Linked DNA regions of Mus musculus: all the other regions are linked to region 3. The links are chromatin contacts, called in public Hi-C and promoter capture Hi-C maps. All regions are on one chromosome and are shown on one strand. The core of a region is the stretch at or near the end of the contact, and the rest is flanking DNA. Distances in the headings are between cores, read along the strand shown.

The links. Promoter capture Hi-C pulls out the DNA fragments that hold promoters and counts their contacts. A called contact is a pair of places that touch in the nucleus more often than the background predicts.
Region 1: a contact with region 3 is called in a promoter capture Hi-C map of liver. The contact joins two enhancer-like sites. A contact is called at or near these places in 1 of 39 promoter capture datasets (liver), 3 of 484 Hi-C or Micro-C datasets (double positive thymocytes, embryonic stem cells and nephron progenitors) and 1 of 115 datasets of contacts at active chromatin or transcription factors (vascular smooth muscle cells).
Region 2: a promoter capture Hi-C map of the C10 cell line shows a contact between it and region 3. The contact joins two enhancer-like sites. A contact is called at or near these places in 9 of 39 promoter capture datasets (the C10 cell line, the HPC-7 cell line, cranial neural crest and 6 more), 2 of 15 datasets of contacts at CTCF or cohesin (both in embryonic stem cells), 33 of 484 Hi-C or Micro-C datasets (CD4 T cells, the G1E-ER4 cell line, the HL-1 cell line and 13 more), 15 of 115 datasets of contacts at active chromatin or transcription factors (the 230-238 cell line, the SCID.adh cell line, T-cell acute lymphoblastic leukemia and 11 more) and 1 of 9 other capture datasets (embryonic stem cells).
Region 4: a Hi-C map of liver shows a contact between it and region 3, with 2.3 times the contacts expected there. The contact joins two enhancer-like sites. A contact is called at or near these places in 4 of 39 promoter capture datasets (3T3-L1-derived adipocytes, the HPC-7 cell line, liver and 1 more), 8 of 484 Hi-C or Micro-C datasets (embryonic stem cells, granulocyte-monocyte progenitors, liver and 2 more) and 1 of 115 datasets of contacts at active chromatin or transcription factors (extraembryonic endoderm stem cells).

The regions. Positions count from the first base shown.
Region 1 is chr15:96,876,146-96,880,618 of GRCm38.p6, forward strand. No RefSeq gene overlaps it. Among named protein-coding and RNA genes, the nearest start is that of Gm32677, 40 kb to the left of the region's middle. Within about 2 kb of position 2,901, at least 20 of the 459 cell types and tissues checked have an H3K27ac peak or open chromatin away from gene starts, as enhancers often do. A contact at or near this core is called in liver, where this site is marked.
Region 2 is chr15:96,522,395-96,526,784 of GRCm38.p6, forward strand. No RefSeq gene overlaps it. Among named protein-coding and RNA genes, the nearest start is that of Gm32406, 17 kb to the left of the region's middle. Within about 2 kb of position 1,932, at least 65 of the 459 cell types and tissues checked have an H3K27ac peak or open chromatin away from gene starts, as enhancers often do.
Region 3 is chr15:96,674,855-96,678,951 of GRCm38.p6, forward strand. No RefSeq gene overlaps it. Among named protein-coding and RNA genes, the nearest start is that of Gm22045, 5.1 kb to the left of the region's middle. Within about 2 kb of position 1,932, at least 14 of the 459 cell types and tissues checked have an H3K27ac peak or open chromatin away from gene starts, as enhancers often do. A contact at or near this core is called in liver, where this site is marked.
Region 4 is chr15:96,855,492-96,860,089 of GRCm38.p6, forward strand. No RefSeq gene overlaps it. Among named protein-coding and RNA genes, the nearest start is that of Gm32677, 19 kb to the left of the region's middle. Within about 2 kb of position 2,445, at least 10 of the 459 cell types and tissues checked have an H3K27ac peak or open chromatin away from gene starts, as enhancers often do. A contact at or near this core is called in liver, where this site is marked.

The DNA.
Region 1 (4,473 bases), core at 1,651-4,150, 200 kb after region 3:
ACTCTCTTGGAAGTTGGCATTAAAGGTTGTTTTTCTCAGTTCTTACAAGTCCCTCATAGTAGGATGGCCGCTGGTTTGCTGACAAGCTCCATAGCATATCCGATAGCTCCAGATAGCTGTGCCAACCTGGCGCACTGTACAGAGAAGACTGGACAGAACTTAACTGGATAGGTAAGATTTTGTGGTTGTTTATGCAACAGTCCTCTCTCGGTATCGAACAAACAAGGCCGTGGAGAGAGAGCCACTTGGGTTGTGAAGTTGCCTTGCTTATGGAGACATTTGAATCTTACATTCTAAACAGTCAACGGCATGAGACATCAGTGACCACTTCCCTATATGCGCAAATCCTGCACCAGACTGTGCTGTCAAGAACGGCTCCATTGTAGACGGGGGACACGACCCACACCAGCTGTAACTGGCTCCTAAGAGAGGTGAATCTTGCTGGTGGGAGATAGATGCACTCTCTTCTCCTGATGACCATGCTGATCTGACTGCACTAGGCAGCCCCAGCGCTTGCTGGTTGCTGGACTTGCTGGGAGGTGAATCTGAGTTGGGAAGACAGGAAAGAAAGGGTAGAAGAAGGGAAGTCACAAGTGTGGGGAGGAGATGAAGAGCTAGGAGAACATCAATGTGAAGGCTCCTGAGACGCCTGGGTGTCGAGTGGCCGAAGGAATCTGAAGATCAAGCAAGCTTAACATTTAACAGAGGTGTTTCTGATGGGCACAAGCCCTGCGCCTTTGGGGAAGTCGGCCGTAAGTACTCATTCTCTGTGGACTTCCTTTTGGTTTTGGATCAAAAATTATGGGAATGGTTTCATCCTCTGGGTGGGACAGGGTCGGCCTAAGATGAGCGAGTAGAGAAACTCTTACAGAGCTGAGGTTGTTTGTGGAATGTACCACCTCCTCTCTCGACAGCTCTCCCTGTCTCGTCTACTCCGAATGGCCAGCGGCTTGTTGGAGGCTTGGGTTCTCAGGAAAGCCATGGAAGGATGGTTGAACCAAGGAGAAAGTCGAGGCCAGCTGACACTCTGTTGTATTTAAGAAGCTTGAAAATGTGCTTCCTTATTAAGGGAGAAAGTAGGAGTGGAAATTTTTATTCTCTAGCACTGCGCTTTCTGTCCAAACGTTAATTATTTGTGGCACACGAGGCTGCTGGCATTTTGTGATATAAACACACCAGTCAGTGAGCCTGCACTTGGATTTTTTTTTTTAAAGTCAAGTTGAAGCTGGTCAACTTTGTGTCAAGTATAGCAAACAGATCTCTGGAATCTGGCGATGGTTTCGAAACCATTTCATGCGCATGAATTTAATTTACTGAGGCATAATTGTAGGCTGCCTCTCTAGCATCTGCCATGCAGCAGAGGGGGGCGTGTGTGTGGAAATCTCTTCAGGAAGCAGTATGGCAGTGTGAGGCTTGTAGACTGGTACCTACGTGTTTAAAGAGGCCACATTTTTGGGCTTGTCATCGCTTATGAATAATAGCCACGGTATATTGTAAAGTCCATACCATTGGCCGACTGCTCCAACTTGTTTTCTAATGAGTCTGAGGTTTAATTTGTTTACATTGCTTCAGTGGATGCCCTGGCATTGATAGAGAGGAATAACGCACATAAAGGAAGAGAAAAACTGAAGGCAGAAAGACAAAGGGAGGCAGACTGTCCGGGTCCTTGTCACCGGGAAGCCTCCTGTGCTGTTTCTGACCTACATGCAGGGAACTGACAGTGGTGTTGAGGGAAGTGCTCAAGGAGAAGTTATTTGTTGGAACAATCCCTGTATGGTATGTCTTAGCATTCGAGAATCTTCTAGAAGACACTTGGAGTATACAAACAGGAGAAGCGCTTGACTACTGATCGGCATTTAGCCACAACTATGCCAGTCTCCTAGTCATGGGGAAGACTGACTGCCAAGTTCCAGGCCGGTTCTACCCCCGGTCGAGTCCTTACATGCTTCTGTGAAGCTTAGGCAAGATTTCATTTTCTCATGATTCATAGAGCTCACTGTTCGATGGCACACGATATATATTCCCCTCAAGGAGAAGATGACACAGCCCAACAGGTTTCATGGAAATCCAGAATGGGAGTCACATATTAAGCAGTCTTAATCCAAGCAATTGTTACTAAATTTGTAATGGTGTAACTTTGTAGACATGGACATCCTGCTGTTGGGTTTCTAAACTTTGTTCTCAGAAGTCTGCCTCTGTCCTATGCTTGTCCACCTTTACCCAGCAGAGCTGTGTGTGAGATAGGGGTGGGGGTGGGGGAATGGGGTGGATTCATGCTTTTCTTTTTTTTTAAAGATTTATTTATTTTATTTTATGTATATGAGTACACTATAGATGTACAGATGATTGTGGGCCACCTCCATGTGGTTGTTGGGAGTTGAGTTTTTAGGACCTCTGCTCTCTCTGGTCGAACCCGCTCGCTCAGTCCCTGATCGCTCCAGCCCAAAGATTGATTTATTATTACACATAAGTACATCATAGCTGTCTCCAGATGCACCAGAAGAGGGTGTCGGATCTCATTACGGATGGTTGTGAGCCACCATGTGGTCGCTGGGATTTGAACTCCAGATCTTCAGAAGAGCAGTCAGTGCTCTTAACCGCTGAGCCATCTCTCCAGCCTGGATTTCTGCTTTTCATGTTAATCTGTACGAAAATTCACCTTCATAAAGTCTGTTTCCTCCTCCTCTTCCCTTTCCTCTTCTGGCATCAGGCTCTGAGAGCATTCATTCATCCTTGTGTGCCTGCAAGCTCATTATTTATTTCTTCCAGACTGTCACCATTCACAAAATCTCGAGGGTGACGTAAGCAAATTCACTGAATCACTGGTGAAAACCGGTGTAGAAAGCAGGGCAAAGGGAAGCCTGTGGCACGCCTCTGGTGCCTGCCCTTCTGGAACCTTCTCTCTGTGGGTGCAGTTGTTGAACAGCTTAAAGATCATTTATTCAAGAAACACTGGCTGCTGCCTGAACTGGGCTTTGTGGAAGGAAGCTGACCTTGTCCCTGAATCTAAATAGCCCTAAGGAGCAAGGCAGACAAGCCCAGTCACAGCCTCTTCACAGCTCCTTTTGGTTTGCTGACAACTATATGTTCTGACATGGAGGTTTATTAAATTAAAAATAACTTATAGCAAAACATAGATGAAATAAAAGCAAAAGGTATTTGGTGAACATTTTACAGTTTAGGCCACTTGGGAGCTTACACATGAAAAAACAACATTGAATGACCCCCAAAGACAAAAATTCTGTTCTTTTTTTCTTTAGATATTATCTTACTGTATAGGCCAAGCTAGCCTATAACTCACAGTCCTCCTGAGTCAGCCTCTGAGATGCCGGAATTACAGGTGCATGCCATGACGCTCGGCTTCTCTATTTACTCTTGAAGAGTTTCAAGTGCCCAAGAAATACCTCATCTATGTTTGAGGGGGACGAGCAGGCGATGACTGGAGAGGAGACAAGGCAAAGACTGACATAAATGGTTTGTTTATCTACCTGGCTGCATTCCTTATTTCAATCTGTCAATCTCTGGGTCCACGTCAGGTACTCTATGCTGATTTGGATCGAAATAAATAAACTGTGAGTGAAGCAAGACCAAAGTATTAATATTAATAGCAAAAAATATCCACTTTGTGCTATTAATATTTCAAAAATATTAGAAACAGATCATTAAATTACCTAAAAAATCCTACTACAATTTGGACTATAGCTGCATTAAAATATTGGCTTTCCCAATTCAATATTGTATTTTGTTGCTTTTTGTTAATACTTGTTTACTGCATATGAATTTACGCATGTGAAGGCCACTTGTGAAGGCCAGTCTTCTACTATATGGGTCTTAGAAATAGAAATTGTGTCGTCACGCCTCTTAGCAAGTGCCTTTACCTGCTGAGCTATCTCCCTGGCTCCCATATCAGTATTTTGACCAGGAACGTGATATAATACTCATGTCATTGCCGAACAGAGGAGAAGCCATGCCGTCTTTGGGACTGTGTAACTAAGAGAAGCCATGCCGTCTTTGGGACTGTGGTGGCCATGTCTGCATAGGAGAGGAAAAGCAGACACGGTAGGACAATCATTCAGTTGTGCAACTGGTGTTTGAAGTGTCCACGTGATATCAAGCAGAGATGGTACTGATCTGGGTGTTGGCACTGAGACTAGAAGACCAGGCCAGCCAGCCTTCCTGTCTGGCCTGTTGGTGTCTCTGGAAGTACGGACAGGCTCATAGCAAGAACAGATAGAACACGGTGAATGAGCTTGCATGTGCTTGCCCTCATTTGCTTTCTGTGGCTGTGATAAACACCATGACCAGACGCGACTTGGGCGAGGAAAGGGTTTGATCGTCTCACACTTCCACTGCACATTCCGTCACTGGGTAAATTCAAGCAGGAACCTTTGCAGAGAGAGACTATGGAGGGATGCTGCTTACTGCCTTCCACCCAGGTTCATGCTTAGATTCTTTTCCTATACAGCCCAGTCT
Region 2 (4,390 bases), core at 682-3,181, 150 kb before region 3:
ATACAGACGGGATGTTAGGCCATGGACAGGTTATGTTGTCCACAGAAGGAACAGAGAGGCAAACAGAAGAGCGCTCAAAGAAACCCTGAGAAAGGCAGGTGGAAGACAGGACGAGAACAAGGCACAAAGGGGCGGGAGAAAGAGACGACCTCATGGCCAACATCCCCAGACCTGATCCCCATGGTCGACGCCACCCAGACTCACTGGATTAACTGGGGACCCTTAAAAGATCACTACTGTTCCATTTCTCTCGAAGCTCTTCTTCTCCTATCAGCTGATGTGACCAACACCCATACAGCAGACAACTGTCGGGTCTGGGTTCAGACACGATGCACCTAACCCTCAAGAGCCTGGAGGCCCCAGGGAGTTTAGAGGTCTTGTGGGGTGGAGGAAGGGGAGTAGGGACATCCACGTGGAGACAGGGGGCCAGGGAGGAGGTATGGGATGTGGAACAGTCAGAGGGTGGACTGGGAGGGGAATAAAATCTGGAGTGTAAATAAATAAATAAATAAATAAATAAATAAATAAATAAATAAATGATTTTTTAAAAAAACGTTCTTCCTCTCCTCGCCCCTGCCACACCACCTGCCCCAGGTGTCCCTTATCCTCACCCCTGCCCTCACCACCTGCCCCGAGGGTCCCTTATCCTCATCCCTGCCACACCACCTGCCCTGAGTATCCCAGAGTAAGGGCCGCTCTCTCTCTGAGCTCCCAACATGTCCGCTCCCTTACATTCTGGTTTCTCACCTCAGCACAACATGGGCATCGTATTGGCACGTTTGTTTGGGCGCTACTTGTCTAAAGGCTGTTTCTCCGCTAGCCTGTAAGCCCCAAGGGAAAGGGCAGAGCTGTGTTATTTAGTTCACATGTGTATGCTCACGGCCTTGCATGTAGGACACCATCAATGCCTGTTGAACAAATGCTTAGGGGGGAAAAAAGGCTTTCCTTTCTTGAGGCGGGGGTCTCTGCTTAGGCTAGTCTTCCCGTTCTAGCCTCCCACGTGCTGGGAGTACGGGTTCTGACCACATCTGGTGAAAAATAGGGTCCGTTTAAGTTTGAACTATGAAGACTGTAGGGGTTATTTTAAAAGGAATTTTAAATTTGGTATGTTTTAGGACTCTTTTCTTTAGGGAAGGAAAAATAACTATCACTGACACTCTGATGAGTATATTTATAACTTCAGGAGGTCGGGTGTCGCAAAAGAGTTGATATATACCACTTATACCAAGTGTGCTGGCACACGCCTTTGATTGAAGTATGCCCGAGGCAGAGACAGGCAAGCTCTGTGAGTTCAAGGCCTGCTGGGGCTACAAAGTGATACAGAAGAGTGGGTGATACAAAGCAGCACCCACTTGTGTCATTGATCTCTCTGGAGGTAAATGACGTCAGTGAGCCCTGGAGGCTCTGCGCATCATGCAGTGGTCCCATCAGTGACGGCAGAAGTAGAAGCTGCATTTAGCATTTACTGCTGCTACATGTTGCATTTAGCATTTACTATGCTGCTACATGTTGCATTTAGCATTTACTGTGCTGCTACATGTTGCATTTAGCATTTACTATGCTGCTACATGTTGCATTTAGCATTTACTATGCTGCTACATGTTGCATTTAGCATTTACTATGCTGCTACATGTTGGGTGATTCTCCTGCCTCCTCTGCTTGTTCTTCTGGTTAAAAAGGTAGATTTATTATTATTATTATTATTATTATTATTATTGGGGGGAAGAGGAGGGGGAGATGGAAGAGGAGGGAGTGGAGGAGGAGGGGGAGGAGGAGGAAGAGGAGGGAGTGGAGGAGGAGGGGGAGGAGGAGGCTGTTGTCATTACCTCAACCTGACTGGCACAGAGGGACCAGTATAGATCCCCAGCTGACTTCTTGCAGTGTTCTGATTAGTTCTGGCCCTAAAGCTGCTTTTTCTTCCGCGACTCATCCCACGTATGCTCGCTTAGTCACATGGGTACAAGACATTGTTTAGGGAGACATTCCAACACAGCCCAGCTTTCAATAGCCTGTCAATCAAGTTGCCCTTGCTGGAAGCATTCCTTAGATAAGGACCTCTCTCCTCTATGCCTTTGTTAGCATGTTTGCCTGGAGATCTGCCATCCCCGGCTTTCAAGGAGGTTTGAGTAGGCTCTTTCCCCTTCTTTCTTCCCAGACTTTCCTCAGCAAGAGGTGGGTGTTGGGTGACAGGCCTGCTGCGGCCTTCTCATCTGCAGGGTAGCACAGATGGCAAACATCAGGGTGGGGACTCATGCCCAGCTCTGCCTTACTTGCAAGGCCGCTCTTCCCGGCACGCTACCCTCCACCCCCTCTCTGACTTAGAGCAGAGCAGTAGCTGTCTTTCTATGTTCTGCTTGTTGTTCGTTTGGTTGGTTTGGTTTTTCAACACAGGGTTTCTCCGTGTAGCCCAGGCTGTCCTGGAACTCACTCTGTAGACCAGGCTGGTCTCAAACTCAAGAGATCCACCTGCCTCTGCATCCCGAGTGCTGGGATTAATGGTGCACCCCACCACCGCCCTGCTGCATCTCTGATTTTAATTGGTGTTGTTAGCATTATCTGTCTGGCTGCTGGGCACAGTCCTTGGGCAGTTTTGCTGCTGTATCAGCCCGAAGGTCTGCAGTTTTAAGAACCTGAGACAGTGAGAAGAAAGCTCGTAGGAAAGGAAGGCACGGTTTGAACTGCAAGGTGGTACGGGTGAGACTTCAGCAGACGGCCGAGTTGGTGCTGAATGCACTCGATAATTTCAATAGAGATAACACGGTAGCCTCTTAATGCGTGTTGCAGAATTGGAATGTAGTCACCAAAATTCAAGTGTTCGAAACTTCCCCAGTGCAGCAGAGGTGAGAAACGAGCCAAACAGGAAGTGTTTGTTTCACTGAGTGTTGTAGAGAAAGGATCTCTTGTAAGCATCACCTGTCAATAAAAAAAAAAAAAAGAAAAACACAAAAAGACCAACAAACAAACAAACAAACAAACAAACAAATAGGAGGTGGGGCACTGGCAGGAAGAGAGAGGATTCTGGGAAATAGTGAGTGTATAAAAGAGAGAGTCAAGAGACCATGGAGACAGACCACAGAGAGGGGTCTAAACCAGCAGATTAGATGAACTCAGGGAGACACGTGAAGAAAGAAGGGGGCTGGGACTGAAAGAGAGGTAACTAACCAACTGGTAGACATAGAATAGTTTAAATGGTTAACTAAGTCACAAGCTACTCAGAGAATGAGTCAAAACTTACGGCCTAGGAATTTAATAATAACTAATTAGTCGTGGAGTCTTCTTTCCAGGAGCTAGGAAAGGAAAAATGGATTTTATTATTATTTTTTGCGTGGTGTCCACCTAATTAATATTAAGAAGACTTGGATTTTATTAAAATTTTACAGGGTGTCTCCCTATTAATAGTAAAAAGGGCTTTTTGTTATTTGTTTATATAGTACTAGAGGTCAAACCCTGGGGCCACTGAGCTATGACCCAGGCTCCTCTACCCTAATAAAGGACAATTGTCGCTATAAAAGGGTGAGCGGTATGTTTTCTTGTTTGTGGTTTTGTCTTCTCTTACCCCGTCTGCCTTCCGCCATGGGGAGAGGCCATGAGAAAGTTCTTACCTGATACTGCCGGCTCCAGTCTTGGTCTCCCCTGTCTTCACAATGAAGAAAAAAATAAATGTATATTTTTTTAATGGATTCTCAGCCTCTGTTAACTCTTTACAACAGAACAAAACAGACAAAAGCACACGTTGATATTTAGACTTATTTTTCAGGAACCATTGTTAGCAGCGAGGTGTACCCTGTGAGAAATAGCTACGTGCTCCTTGTTCGCCCTGAACTGTGGGTCTTCCCCGAGGACGGTTGGCAACCAGCCGAGGAAGACACATTCCCAGGGCAGAAGTAAGCAAATGCTATAGATGAGAGCGTGCTCTCTTCTCAGAAAGCTGGCTGCGGGGCGTTTGCCAATCTGCCAATATTGATGGGGAGATCTATGACACTTTCTGCTTCCTGTACGCAGAGATCACGTGCCTGCCACACGAGAGGATCTGGTAAAGAACCAACACATCAAACCGGAACAGACCGGATTCCTGTAAGGAGCAATAAATAATGTTCCTTCCCCCCACCCCACCCCCACCCCTGAACTGGAAGATAGAAAATCAATATCTCAACTTAATTACTAATAAACTCAATCAGAAGTTGCAACATGGAACCGGGCTAAATGGGTTCCCTCATTCCTTGCTGCTGAGAGGAATAAGCTCATGTGATCACTGGCTGCACTGGACCATGACAGGTTCTGGGTCTCTTTCACACATGTCTTTTCTTGCATGTTGGAGTAGAGAACGTGTTTGTCCTGACACACTCACCGCCAAGCCGTTCTGAGTGACAGGGGTTTTGAAACAGACCCA
Region 3 (4,097 bases), core at 682-3,181:
TGCTTTTGAAAATTAAACGTGGAAAATACTCGAATTTCACTCAAGTTTACCCTAGTGTCTCAAACTGAGCGCATAGGCAACTTCTCCAAAATAGGTGGATGGAGTTAGAGGCTTTGTTGTTGTTGTTTTTGTTGTTTGTTTGTTTGTTTTAAAAACCCAGAAATGAGATAATCAAAAGACACACCCCGGTGTATGTGCACGTGTGCACGCACGTGCGTGTGTTCCTATGTGTAGGTATGGGTATATGTGTGTCACGGCAGACATGTAGAGATCAGAGGATGGCCTTAGGTACCAGTCTTTACTTTCTGACTTTGGAGACAAGGTCTCTTGTTCACCTCTGTGTGTGACAGACTAACTGGCCAATGAGCTTCTGGGGATTCTTTTGTCTCCGCCCACCCGCATCTCCCATAGGGCCACAGTCCTTTCCCTCTCGTTGGTGAAGCATCTGAAGCAATGTGTGTTCCTTAAACATGATGGATGGAAGTGAGAATTCTCCTTACTAAGCGTTATGCTGCTGGGTGGAGCTGGTGCACACTTTTGATCGCAGCACTTGGGAGGCAGAGGCAGACGGATCTCTGTGAGTTCGAGGCCAGCCTGGTCTACAGAGTAAGTTCCAGGACAGCCAAAGCTACACAGAGAAACCCTGTCACAAAAAAAAAAAAAAAAAAAAAAAAAAAAAAAAAAACCAACCAACCAATCAACTAACCTACCAAATAAAATGAAAGATGTGGCTCTTGAACTTAAATTAGTCCCTAAGTAATTGCTACTAAAAGGGAGTGGGGTGGGGTGGGAAGGCGAAACCAAAGGGAGATTGGGGAAATCCGTGAATCCCTGGGGAGAATGATATGATGGCTGTACTTTAATTCCTAAACGAGTAAATCATGTAAACACGTAACAAGCAGAAGGAAAGATAACCAGCAGGTAGCAGACGCACAGAAGCAGCAAGCGCACAGTAAAACCTCGTCACGTCGGCGCTTACGCCATCTAGCAGAAATGCCTGGGCTGTTTTCCTGGAGTTCCCACAAGGGGTTTCCAGAAAGACCAGTGTTCCCTTCATAGCTGTTCACCATTAGCTGTTTGCTTTCTCCTTTCTCCCAGACACAGCCGTGGGGGGCAGAGTGCCCCAGGACAAGGCCTCGGAAACACAGAAGATAAACACGAGTCTGAGATCTTGCCCTTGGCGTCAGCTCTCCACACGGGTAAACGGCATGTGGTATTTATCCGTACTTTATATTACAATTAAGGACAAATGAAACCCTATGTGCAGCTAAAGCTTTTAAAGTGTGCATAGTGACATTATCCATAAAGGCTAACATGTAAATGCCTCTTGACTGATGGGCAACAGCAAACAAATTAAACACAGCCGCACAGCCACACGAGGAATCTTGAGAACACTGTGTTTAAGTGAAGTAAGTTCTCTGGAACGGTGAAGATCTATACCTATTAACAGTTGCATTATGCCACACTTACACCAAAGCCCACTGAGCTGTACTCTTTAAATCATTGAACCGAACGGTATATACTGTATGTCCCAAAGCAACTGTGAAGGTGGCTATTGGCAGAAGGGACTCACTGGATTCAGATGACAAGAGTCCTGAGTTTTTGAGAGTTAAGCTGACTAATGGCTCTACTGGCCTAGAAACAGAGAACTGTTCAGAACTGAAAGCAGCTCTCGACCCAGCCTCTGAGTAAGGGATCCTGCTAAGCAATCGTCCTAAGCCACAATAAGGGCATATTTACAATTCCCGTGTCTAATGAAGCCAAGTGCATATCAGGAAAAACAGTCGTGCTGAGTGTTTGCTCAAGGGCTGTGAAAATAAGTGGTCTGAGGAGTCTCCTGTGGAGGAGGGACAGAGTGAGGACTCAAGAAATATGCCCTACCTCGTGGTGACCAGCCTTCCTGCAGTTGGCCTGGCAGGATTTTTGGCATGGTGCCAACGCTGACTTCCAAAGCGAGCATTTGAAATCTTCGTGCTGCCCTTGGCTCACGCGTGTATAGTAGTCTATCAAGGGCTGGAAACCTTTCTTTTGTTTCTCAGGACCTGGAGAAGTATTAGATCCAAATCTCATGACATATTATAAGATTTTTATCTTAGGTTTTCTTTCTTTTCTTTTCTTTTCTTTTTTCTCTCTTCTCTTCTCTCCTCTCCTTTTCTTTCTCCTCTCCTCCTCCTTCTTCTCTCTCTATCTCTCTCTTTCTCTCTCCTCTCTCACCTCTCTCTCTTTCTCTCTCACCCCTCTCTCTCTCTCTCACCTCTCTCTTTATTATCCCCTCTGGCTTTCCAAGCTATGCTCAGCAAAGACATAGGCTTTATCTTCCTGTCCAGAGAGTATCCATCTTCCCCTTGAATTATACTGTCAAGTCTAAGAAGCTGAAGATAGCTATTATTCGATGGTCATTGTCAGGATGGCTATAAAGGAAAGAGGAAAGGAAACAGGTGCTGCTGGGGAGATGGGGAGGTTGTGGCTCTCCTGCATCCCTGGTACACACGAGCGATGCTGCTGCTGCAGAAAGCAACTCAGCAGTTTCTCAGCCCTGTGGAGTGGTGTTGCCCAAACTAGGAGCTGATCTCAGCGGACTCATTAATGTTCTCTGGTGTATCCCTTGCTGACACACCCATGTGTATTCTACACTAATCTAATTAAATGAATAATCAAGACTGACCAACACAGTCCACTGTAGGTCAACTTGATATCCAAATGCATCTTAAACCATGGCCTCCACCTCTGACCCCCCTCAAGGCTCACGAAGCAAACGAACCCCAATTCTGAGTCCTTATGATTTTTACAGTTCTAACACTGCTTAAAATCAAGGCTTCTCTGGAGTTTGCAGGACAAGCCTTTGTTTGCTTTTGTTACTTGGGACAGGGTCTCGGTATGTAGCCTAGGCTAGCCTTGAGCTACAATCTTCCTGCCTCACCTTTTCAAGTACTAGGACTATAGGCATGCAATACCATGTGTGGCAAAGCCAAGTCTTACCTGTGAGCCTCTGTTAAATTTAAAAGTGGAGCTACATGCTTCCTACAGCAATGGTACAAAGTAGACCTTTCCCTTCCAAAGGGGGAGAAGAGGAGAATCCTAAAGGAGGAATGACCCAAAGCAAGACTAAAGACCAGAGGGAAATACACTAAATCTCGTGGTTCCATGTTTTGGCATCCAGGACATATTGTGGAATAGGTACCCAAGGCTGGCCATTCCTGATTGAAGTCTACACGGCCTATTATTGTGGCCTGGCTCTGTTGACCACCCAGAGTTTCCTCTAGCAAACATTCCACGTTCTGACATCTTTAGCTGCCTGGCTGTAGGAATCCTGGGCTTGTTACACGTGGGCTGGTCCAGCCTTTGCTTTGAAATCTTGGTAGAGGGCATGGCAGCCCCAGAGCTCTTGTATTTTAGATTTCTGCACAGCCAGTATCCTATGGATAACATCAAGGTCTGCCATCAACTCGGGCTTCTTAGAACACAGTTGCCATAGTGTCTGAGGACCCAATGGCTAAGCACATGGAAACATCTCCCTTGTGGCCCTGTGTGCTGAGTACTTAAGAGTTATTGTTCCATGCTAGAGACTGAGACAAGTCAAGTTCCAGACATTCTTGACATGAGAAAACCTTTCCATTCTTAAAACTGGGGACAGGTAGAGCCCCAGCAATTCCTGGGATGTTAACATTTTTCCTCCTCTTGGAGTCAAGAAGGGTGAAGTCCCAACAATCCCCAAGACATGGACAAGGCTTCCATAGTCTCTGTTACACTGGGAAACAGTACTTGCCTTCTTTTTAATGGTTTTAAATTTTTTCCAAGCAGTGCCCTCCTTAGTCTCAATTTTTCAAATGCTCCTTTTCTAGGCAAAATATAAGCTTTTTTGTATATTTATGTTCTATGTTTTTCTTCCAAATTCTCACTGTAAATTTGTGTAACTTGTGTAAAACAATAGCCACTCCACTGCCTGAATGCCAGAGTGCCTTGAAATTTTTCCTTTGCCAGATCAATAAACCTTTTATTTGATTGATTGATTGATTGGTTGGTTGGTTGGTTGGTTGACTGATTGGTTGTTCATTTAGCCAGTTTTTCAAAGACGGGGTCTTGCTAACTAGTCCAGG
Region 4 (4,598 bases), core at 1,195-3,694, 180 kb after region 3:
GATTCATTGGTCGTTTCAAGCTGAAACCACCCAAAGACCTGTAACCTTAGAGTAACCCTTTGACCCAAGTTCCTTAACTACAGTAAGCCATAAAACTTGTCTCAGGAGGGGTCCCTTCCCCACACCAGGCCTGGGGAGTAGCCTTGGTCACAAGAGACTGGGATTGGAGCTACACTGAACCAGGGTGAACAAACTGAAGTTTCCCTTATCTTCTATGCCTACCCACCCTTTCTTAGTGACATCCTTTGAAGCTATTACTCTGGTTCACCTCTCCTTTGGCCCCATTATTGTGTCCCAGATGTGCCGTTCTTGGTCTGAAACAGTGAGGTAGCCTCATTCCTTCATCATCTCTGCTGACTTTACCCCCTTGTGAAGATCTGCAGACTTCTGCTGGTCTCCTGTTACACTTCCGATTAATTGGGTTCTTAGAGCCCACATAGGAAGAAGGGTGTAGAGGAAGTCTCTTTTGCTTTCCTCTACAGTAGGGGATAAAGTGGTGGTGAGAGGCCACGTCTGGTAAAAGTCAGGTTATGGGATTGTCTGCTGCTGAAGATGAGTGTGTTCTGGTTCATTCATCCATCTATTCATTAGGTGTTTAGTGAGAACTTACTGTGTGTGACATACTTAGTTAAAGGACAGTGTCTTAGTGTTCTGTTGCTGTGAAGAGACACCATAACCATAGCAACTCTTATAAAAGAAAACATTTGATTAGAGCTTACAGTTTCAGAGCTTTAGTCCATTGATGTCATGGTGGGGAACATGACAGCACACAGGCAAACATGATGCTGGAGAAGTCGCTGAGAGCTACATTCTGATCCACAAGCAGAGAGACTTTGGGTTTGGCACGGACTTCTGAAACTTCAAAGCCCACCTCCAATGACACACTTCCTCCAACAAGGCCACACCTCCTAATCCTTTCAAATAGTGCCACTACCTGGGACCAAGCATTTGAATCTATGAGTCATTCTCATTCAAACCACCACATATGAAACAGAAACAGTCATGGTCTCTAGGACTCCAGAGTATGGGGTGCTGAGGCTATGCCAACGGATAGCTCAGTGTTGTGTAAAAATGCCACAGTTACAGCAGGCAGAGAGTGGTGCAATTCCAGGTGAAGGGGGTGCTGTGGAGGGGTAACAGAGCCAAGATGGTGGATGTTCGAGTTGTAATTAAAGAGCAAATAGAGATATTTGCCTAGAGGACAGTGGGAGAAGTAGTCACGGAAGGGGGTAGCCTGGGCAAAGGGCACAGTCCTAAGGAGGAGCTTGTGGGTAGGGTGTGAGGGGTCATAGGGGGTAATGCTCAATGGTGTCACTGATAGACCCTCACCCTCACTCATGGGGGCAGTTCTGACCCAGAAAAGGGCCTGACTAGACTTTGGTGATTGACAGATGACTCTAGACATCCTGAAGCTGCTGCGCTGGAGGGAGGCGTGCAGAGACTCATGGGTAAGGAGAGCAGATCACCACTGTGACTGTACCACATGTAAGCACACACTGCTCCCTTCGCTGTGGAGTGGGACGGGGCTGCGTAAATGCTGTGTCTACACTGAGCACAGGTCTAAGATGTTCAGTTGGCTCTTTTTTTTTTTTTTTAAGACTGGGTCTTGTGTGGTTACAAGGCTGGCCTTGAACTTGCTGTGTAGGCAAGGATGGCCTTAAACTCATAATCCTCATGTTTCTGCCTCTAGTGTGATGGGATTACAGGCGTACATTTAGGTCTTATGATATAATTCAAAGCCTCAGAAAGCCAGGAAAACCTATTAAGACAAGGGAAGTCAGACACGGAGCAGTTTTTGGTTTCTTTGTGTACACATGTTATTTTTCTACATTCAGGCCAAAAGCTTTCAGGTTATTATTAGCCCATTTGAACATCTCACCAACATAAGGCTAATAACAATGTGAACTTGATTTTACTTTATGCACATTGGTGTTTTGCTTGCATGTATGTCTGTGTGAGGATGTCGGATCCCCTGGAGTTACTGACAGCTGTGAGCTGCCATGTGGGTGCTGAGACTTGAACCCAAGTTCTTTGGAAGAACAGCCAGTTCTCTTAACCACTGAACTATCTCTCCAGCCCCAACAGCGTGAACTTGTGTTAAACCCACTCTAACTGGGATTTAAGGAAGGCATTTCTAAAGGAATTCTCCAACAGGGCAAATGAGAAGGTTCAATTTCACTAAAAACCTGGACTTGATACATACATTTAGTTGTAGTTTTACAAATATGTTTGACAACCAAGCCCTAAAGACACATTTTGACTAAAGATTCCTTTGTCCTCAAAAGAAGGAAGGAAGGGAGGGTGCTGTTAAATCCAGGAGCTATTTTTTTCTGTTTTTGCTCTCACCTTCGCCATTTCTGTGGCTGAGACTCTGAACAGGGAGTGCTGGGGCAGATCCCCTCTAGCAATCCAACCAGGTCAAGGGTAACAGGCAGACAAGGAAAAACAAACATTTAAAGGCAACAATGTTGCAGAAATGAAGCCGGTGGGAGGGGTAAGCCAGACTCTTTTACTTTGACTGTGAGATAACGTCCTAACAGGTGCTGGGACTTAGGTCAACATTATTAATAGAATGGAAATTCTAATGGGAGCAGCAGAGTGATCCTGGGAGCTAAGCACTAAGACCCTGGTAAGGAGCAAATGGTCTCAAATATCCCCTTGTCACAGAAGGGGTCCTCGTCGCCAGCTACACCTCCCTCTCCTACCTCATTTACCTCAGTGTTAGGCATCACTTTATCCTGCCTTGAATGCTGTTTGGTTTAACTGGAATCTACCAACATACTTACCTACCTCGTCCCTCTATTGGGGTTGCTGCTGGTGTAGCATAGAAAGGCCTTTGAAACAAGCTGGTATGTTACTCCAAATATTTCCCAGCATCTAAGGCTTCTAGATAGCAGTTACCCATTGGAATGGCAGGTGAGGAGTGCTGGCTCCCGACAGCTTAGATTTCTGACTCTGCCTCTTAGGCATGTGGCCCAAGGATAGTTCTATCCTTCTCTGTCTGACTTTCTCCCAGCACATGAATGATGAACTTCTGCGGTTGTACTTTGATTTTTTATTTATTTTTGAAACATGGCTTCAGTCTTAGCCCAGGCTGGTAAGAACTCAGTACATAGCACAGGCTGGCTTAGAACTTTTGGCAATCCCTCTGTCTCAACCATTTGAGTTCTGGAATCACAGAGTTGACCCACCTTATCTGGCTTGAATGATGTACTTTTAAAACCCATAAAATGTGACTTCTGTTGTCTACTACTTAATATTGGGCCGCTACTGTTAACATGCGTTCACAGTTTCAAGATTATTACAAATGGGAAACTTCCTCCAGCTCATACCTGTGAGTGGCTCACCTTATTTTAACAGAGTAGAGCCAAGATAGTCTACAGAATCAGCAGTGTGATGGCTGAAGAGACCAAAGAACGAGCCATGGTTAGACTCCCCAATAAATGGTGAAGATGGGAGTGGTTTCTCACATGGCCTGTCAAGTTCACCCAGGACACATGGGTCTTCATTTGGATTAGAAGCATGTGTGTGTGTGTGTGTGTGTGTGTGTGTGTGTGTGTGTGTGTGTGTGTGTGTGTGTATAAGCACTATGAACAACGTGGGTGCACTATGGGCAGTATGGGAGCACTATGAGCAATGTGAGAGCACTATGAGCAATGTGGAAGCACTATGGGACTTGTGAGAGCACTATGGGAAGTATGGGAGTACTATAGACAAAGTGGGAGCACTATGGGATATGTGGGAGTACTATGGGCAATGATACACACGCAGGAGGGCAGCTTTCAAGGTGGATTGTTCTGGAAGGAGAAAGTGAATGAAAGCTGGGAGGGACTGGTGAGACTGTGGTGCTAAGCCCTGAACACTGTGCTAAAGGAGCTGGATAAGGTTCAGAAAGTAATGGTTCAGCCCCTGAAGAAACTATTGAAACTATTTAGGGCAGCACAGGGGCATATTTCTGTTTTAGAAAATCCACATCAATGGGGAACCTGCTGGATGGTAGGGATCGAAGGAGGAGATAAGAGCAGAGTTAAAAGGCTTTAATGCTATTTTAAGGGAAAACACGATATGGGCCTGAGTGATTACAGCAGAGACAGGGAGGGAAGATTGACCACGGCTGTGTCCATTGGACAAGGTCATCAGACTGAAGATCACATCCACTCTAGAGAAAAAGGAGAAACAATGTCTAAGGCATGTGCCTACTCTGAGCAACTAGATAATATTAGGAAGCAGACACACAGTGTCTCACTCAAAGAAATTCACTGTTGAACAGGAGAGGGACAAACAATTTTTTAAAAGAGCGCACAGCATGGATTAGGATTGGGGAATTTTCAAGCCTGTGTTACGTCTGTGGCAGTCTGCAGAGTGCTTTGCACATGCCTTTCCTCTGTATGTTTATGCCAATCTGTAAACATAGCCTCTCCCAGTCATCACCTGTGAGTGGGTATGGAGCCTTGGCAGGATTTTTGAGGCCCTAAGTGACTTTCCCTCTGGATTTAGCTTTCTTATATATATTATATATTTTGAAGCCCAAGGAGCTACATCAAAAATTCATCCTTTCCTTTACAAAATGTAACCTCTTATTCCAAAGAAGAGGCGCG